Linked DNA regions of Sus scrofa: region 2 is linked to region 1. Evidence: chromatin contacts called from public HiChIP or PLAC-seq data. All regions are on one chromosome and are shown on one strand. Each heading gives the region's core, a stretch centred on a gene start, on an enhancer-like site or on the middle of the called end of the contact. The rest is flanking DNA. Distances are from core to core; before and after follow the strand shown.

Evidence for each region. HiChIP or PLAC-seq counts read pairs in DNA pulled down with a chosen protein or histone mark.
Region 2: an H3K27ac HiChIP or PLAC-seq map of skeletal muscle shows a contact between it and region 1. The contact joins the promoter of LOC102159363 here to the promoter of NAA38 in region 1. A contact is called at or near these places in 13 of 47 Hi-C or Micro-C datasets (alveolar macrophages, blood, embryonic fibroblasts and 6 more) and 2 of 2 datasets of contacts at active chromatin or transcription factors (alveolar macrophages and skeletal muscle).

Annotation. Positions count from the first base shown.
Region 1 is chr12:53,111,063-53,114,079 of Sscrofa11.1, reverse strand. It overlaps NAA38 (N-alpha-acetyltransferase 38, NatC auxiliary subunit), which reads left to right and starts at 1,593. Exons shown (of 4, transcript XM_013990020.1): 1 at 1,593-1,632; 2 at 1,801-2,137; 3 at 2,328-2,511; 4 at 2,672-2,831. The coding sequence starts at 2,057. The coding sequence ends at 2,784.
Region 2 is chr12:53,164,912-53,167,950 of Sscrofa11.1, reverse strand. LOC102159363 (putative uncharacterized protein FLJ38447) reads left to right here and starts at 1,533. Exons shown (of 2, transcript XM_005657036.3): 1 at 1,533-2,217; 2 at 2,315-3,039. The coding sequence starts at 1,710. The coding sequence ends at 2,370. It overlaps LOC100525078 (a long non-coding RNA gene), which reads right to left and starts at 1,843. Exons shown (of 3, transcript XR_002337363.1): 1 at 1,460-1,843.

The sequences.
Region 1 (3,017 bases), core at 344-2,843:
CAGGGTATCATCCATGTTCAGGTTCTTCCCTTCATATTTCCATGTGTAGCTGGCGGCATGTGCATTATAGGGGAGATAGCGGTGTAGGATTTCCCACAATGATTCCAGAGCCCCCACCTGGAGAACAGAAAAGCAGCCCACCCCCAGTCTCCTGAGTGGAAAGCACCCATGTGCATACAGCTCGCGCGCGCGCCGCGCGCCGCGCGCACACACACACACAAAGCAAAGCAAAGGCCAGGAGCCCCAAAGATGATAGAGCTGGGATCAGAGTGCTTCCCTTGGCCGATAGTGGCTTAAGGCATTCCACAGTCCCAGAAATAAAGATGGAGCTCCAGCATGCAATGAATGGCCCCCAAATCCTACCAGCCTTTAGGGCAGCCACTTCTAATAAACAGTTGGCCCTAAAGTCACTGCCCCCTCACCTCATCTCCACAATAGAGCAGGCTAATAAGAGAGTCCACCTGCAACTGCTGTTCAAAATTCAACATGAACTTGGGAGGACCAAACTACGACGCCCAAACTACCCTGGACTTCTGAGGGAGTCTCTCACACCTTGTGGCTCAGCCACTCCTCGAATTGCTAACCCCGGGGACCTACATGGTCGTCTTCTTCCCTTGGTCACCCGTAAAAGCGGAAAAAAAATACAGCTGCCACTAGTTACGGAGAGCTGCTGGCCTGCAGATCTGCGAGGAGGTTTGCTGGGACTCCCAGTTCCTTCTCACCTGCCCCCAGGCACCAGTTCTCACCTCCAGCGTGTGTTCCTGCGACGTGAGCGTGTTAATGATGCGGATAGTCCGGGTCTTGGCGGACAGCCGCCCCACCTCGTAACGCGACCCCTGCCACCAAGGCTTCCCGAAATCATTGGCCCAGTCCGAACGCGGCAGCTGAGGTGGCACGTGCAGAAAGCGGCCCCAGGGGGTGCGGTATCTCAGGCAACCGGTCAGCGGATCTATGTGCTTGCGGATCTTTAAAGTAGGGTTTGGCGGAGGGGGGTCTGAGCAGTCACTATCTCGGGCTCCGGTCAGCCCCTCCGCCTCGTCCCCGCTCTACAGTGCCCCTCCCCCCAACCCCAGGTTCCAGCAGAACTCACGTCTCCGGTGTCTGGGTCGAACCAGTGGCTGATGTCCTGGCCCGCAACTTCCACGATGGGTTTCAGCAGCAGGTCTCCTGGGAAGGGGCATTCGTGTCAGTGCTAGACACCCAAGAACCAAGCACCCCCAAACGCACGCCCGACGCCGGCCCAAAAGTGCAGCCCTTACCCTTGTACTCCTGTGCCAACGGCGTCAGGTCGTACACGTTTCCCAGGTAAGACACCCAGAGGTCTTCCAGCTGGTTGTGTTGGGCCACCTCGGCCGGCGTGAAATAGCGACGCTGGAAATACTCAAAGTCTGGCCCGGCCACTAGGCCCCGGCGCAGCATGGCTCTCGCCCTCTCACCGGCTCCTTCAGTTGCGCTCTTGCTTTTCAGCGCGCACTCACTACCGCATCCTCCCTCTCGTCCGGGAACTAAGGAGAGGGCGTTTATCCGCTGACATGGAAACCATTGTCCTTTTCCGGCCACCGTCTGTCAAGATCAGACGCTGTGAGGGCGAGGTGGGGCTCACGGGAAACGTGGTCCGATTCCGACGTTGAAGTAATTGAGTGGTGTCCTCCGGAGTTCCGGGGGGAGGAAAAGACCCTCCGTTTTAATTTTGAGTGGCCTGGGCTATAGGGAGTGCTTGGGACGTACTATCTCGCGAGGCAGAAAAACAAGGGAGTGGGGAGTGCGATTAAGAAAAAAGGTATTCTCGCTTCCTTCCAGGGTTCCTAAAGGATATGTAAGAACCGAGAGAGGTGAAAACTTCTCGCGATATCTGAGGACATCCGGCGACCTAGACCTCAGCGAGCCGTTCGCCGAAGCAGGAGACGCTCGCGAGATCTCTGCAGTTGCCGAGGAGACGAGGAGGGGAGGTGATCTCGCGAAAGAAAACAGGTCGGGAGCGCTCGCGAGATCTCAGACCCCCCGGAGCCGAAAGGTTCTCAGCAAGTTGAAGGGCCTGGAGGAGGCCCGCGGACAAATGGCCGGAGCTGGACCAACTATGCTGCTACGAGAGGAGAATGGCTGTTGCAGCCGGCGTCAAAGCAGCTCCAGCGCCGGGGTTAGCGCGGGCTCGGGTTCTGGGATTGAGGGGCCGTCGGGGAGTAAAGTGGGAGGACGGAGGGAGAACTGCAGCTCCCGGCAGCCTCTGGGCTTCCTGCGAGCGCCCCGCGGGCTGTTGGGAGCTGTGGTTCCTCGGGCGGGCAGCAGCCGGGGCGGTGCGGTCTGAGCACATGTCCCGCCCCGCGCAGGACTCAGACGGGGAGCGCGAAGACTCGCCGTCTGCGCGCGCTAGGCAGCAGCTGGAGGCGCTGCTCAACAAGACTATGCGGATTCGCATGACAGATGGACGGACACTGGTCGGTTGCTTCCTCTGCACCGACCGCGACTGCAATGTTATCCTAGGCTCGGCGCAGGAGTTCCTCAAGCCGTCGGGTCAGTGCCTGGGGAATGCATACCCGCCTGGGAATGCCTCGGAGCATTTCCCCTTCAGGGCCTGGCTGTATCCCTCATTTTCGGGGGCCAGAAGCTGTAGCTCAGAAGGGGCGGGACCGACGCTGGCCTGCCTCCCTGATGCTCTGATCCTTCTTTCCAGATTCCTTCTCTGCCGGGGAACCCCGTGTGCTGGGCCTAGCTATGGTACCTGGACACCACATCGTTTCTATTGAGGTGCAAAGAGAGAGCCTGGCGGGGCCTCCCTATCTCTGAGCCCGACCGCGCATGCCTTTCAAACTTCATTAAACCTGTCACTGACATGGCCTGTGTCTGTGTGTGGTTGGGATGCGGGGGGCAAGGATTGCACACCTCCCCCCTAGAGGAAGAAGAGGTTTATCTGAGGTCGGGGGCACTCTCAGCGCTCCTTCCACGTCTAGTGCTGCCAGAGGTGCCCTTATGGTTCGGGGGTGGGGATGGGGGACAGGCTGAGCCTTAGACCCACAGGC
Region 2 (3,039 bases), core at 284-2,783, 54 kb before region 1:
TTATGACTTAATCAACTAAAGAAATCAAAAAATGTGAGGCGATCTTGAAGCACCAATGCAAAGAGAACTTCTCCTCAAAAGTTTTGAATTATGACAGCATCATGGAATAAGTAGCTAGCTTCCCCCAAGTGACCAGAAAGACAGTATGATTAGAAGTCCTGAAAAGATATAGAATAATTAAACATAATGGTACACCTCCTCACAAAAGATTAAACTCAAAGGCTTTAAGAATCTAGTTTTAAAAACCAGCTTTAGGGGAGTTCCCATCATGGCTTAGCAGAAATGAATCTGATTAGCATCCATGAGGATGAAGGTTCGATCCCCAGCCTCGTTCAGTGGGTGAAGGATCTGGCGCTGCTGTGAGCTGTGGTGTAGGTGGCCGACACAGCTTGGACCTGACGTTGCTGTGGCTGTGGCACAGGCTGGCAGCTACAGCTCCAATTGGACCCCTAGCCTCGGAACCTCCATGTGCCGTGAGTGTGCCCCCCCCCCCAAAAAAAAAGCAAAAAAATAAAATAAAAACCAGCTTTACATTGCCTGTTAAAGCCAGTAAACGCCATGGGTGTGGAAAAGCCCATTTTGTATTGACCAAAAGAGATGGGTGTTGAAAATGTTGGGTACCGAGAAGTTAAAGTGAACACAACATAGGCTGGGACACAGGGTAATAGCCAATATGCGGTGTTAACTGTGTGGCAGGCATCACTCTAAGCACCTTACATACAGAGCTGATTCAATCCTATCATCAACCACATTTTATGCAGATGAGGAAACCAAAGCCCGGAGAAGTTAAGAAACCTGCTCAAGGTATCACAACGGGTAACCTGGGTCTAGAGTCTGCGCTATAAACCTTCCCAACAGACTCAGGACTGCAGGCCCGGGAGAGGAGGGCAAGGAGGTGGCTGGGGAGTGGAGGGTGGGGGTGGCACCACGAGGCAGTGTGGGCTGGGAGTACTATGTCCTGTTTACCTGTGGGGGGAAGTCAGACCTCTGAGTCAGAACTCAGGCTGTGCTGCTTTGCTGTAGCCACCATGGTGTGTGGGTGACCAGGCCTAGCTATGCAGGCAGGAGAGGATTCCCAGCATTCCTAGGGCCTCGGGCCTGGAATCTAGGTCCTTCCACGGGCTGAGACGTCAGCTGGGAGTTGAGAGTTTGAGGAAAATAAAATTTGGGAAGCCGGCCTTACAAGAACACAAGGAGGTCAAATCTAATGGGGAAAACTGAGCGCAGCATCTGCTCAAACGCCCAGGAGCCCACTAAAGACTGGGCAGAACGGGCAGGACCACCGGCTTAGGAAGCATGTTTGGGTGGGGTCATGGGAGAGCGTGAGAAGCCCTGCGTCAGCGGCCGCGGGCCAGGGCTCAGGTAGGGTGCTGGGGATTTGCACACAGGATGAAGGAGCCCTGGCTTTGCGTGGGGGGTAAAGGAAGGCGTGGAGGGAGTGGGGTGCTGTGCCTCCCACCTCTCCAGTCGTGCCGCCACTTGGGTCGCCTCGCCCGTTCTGCCATCGGCCGCATTCCGGTCCTCGCACCTCCGCCGCCCCCACGCGTGCCGCCGCGGGGAGTGGCCCGACCTTCGCGTGACGCCTCGACGGGCGGGCTCTCAATATTAAAAGGGGGAAGAGGCCGCGGCGCGGGCCCCAGGACGGGCCCGCTCGTTCTGTCCTAGGAGCCAGCCGCGTTGGCGACGCCCTCGAGTTCGCGGCGGGCACAATGCAGCTCCTGGTGAGGGTGCCGTCTCTTCCGGAGCGGGGCGAACTGGACTGCAACATCTGCTACCGGCCTTTCAACCTCGGGGTCCGTGCGCCCCGCCGCCTGCCCGGCACGGCGCGGGCCCGCTGCGGCCACACGCTCTGCACCGCCTGTCTGCGCGAGCTGGCGGCGCGCGGCGAAAGCGGCGGGGCGGCCGCGCGCGTGGTGCGCCTGCGCCGCGTCGTCACGTGCCCCTTCTGTCGCGCGCCCACCCCGCTCCCGCGCGGCGGGGTCACGGAGGTCGCCCTGGACCAGGACTTGTGGTCGCGCTTGGAGGCAAAGGCGCGGGCTGAGCGCGAACCTGCTGTGGCTGGTGGCCGGGTCCAGGAAAGCGGCGAGGCGGAGGAAGAGGAAGAGGGGAGCGAGAAGGGGGCGGAGCCTAGGAGCGCAGGGTGGCGCGCGCTCCGGCGGCTCTGGACCCAGGTGCTGGCGCCCGCGCGCCGCTGGCGGCGCCCGCTGCCCTGCAACGGTGAGGGACGGCCGGGGTGGCTGTGGCGGGAGAGGACCCCGAACGCCCGAGTAGGCAGCATCCTTCCGCCGCCACTAACCCTCCTTCTTTCCCCCAGTGTTGTACTGTCCGGAGATCAAGGACTTGGCCCACATGACCCGCTGCGCGCTGTAACTGCGAAACCCTGAAGCTGTGGCAGAAGGAAGGTGGGAGCTGCATTCTCAGGGCCCCGCTGTAGTACAGGGAGCGGGTGCCAAGACTACCCCCCTCACATCCGGGATTGGCACTGATGAGGGAGGTGAGCCAAGGGCAGGAGGGAACGCCCTGGGAGGTGTTGATACTGAGCTGGGGAGGCTCCTAGACGAATCGCCCCCATCTTCTGACTGTGCCAGCCTCGCACATTCAGGATGAAGTGGCCCAGGGATGATACAAACAGTCGATGTACCCGTGGGAAGAAGACAGACTGTTTCCCTAGCTGCGACTTTGCTTCTGTCCAGGGCAGCTCTCCTGTGCGGGAGCAACAGGTCCCATTTTAGCTATTCTGTGTCAATGATTTTTAAGAAGAGGCTGATTTTCGTGCATGTTAATCTCGTTTCTCTAGCACCTAAGAGAACTGAGAAGAATCAACCAAACCCCTTCCCACCCCATCCCCTACCCCCAGTAGTATGCCTACTGTCTCCCCATTCCCAGTACTGTGTTCCTAAAATTATCAAGATGAAGCCCTACTATGAGGTTAGGCGTTTTGCATCATTTCAGAATTACCCTTCAGCCTGTAAGGGCAGGCATGAGAAGGTCCAAAGGGCTTTTATCTGAGTCACCTCATTAGGGCCTACCAAAGATAGG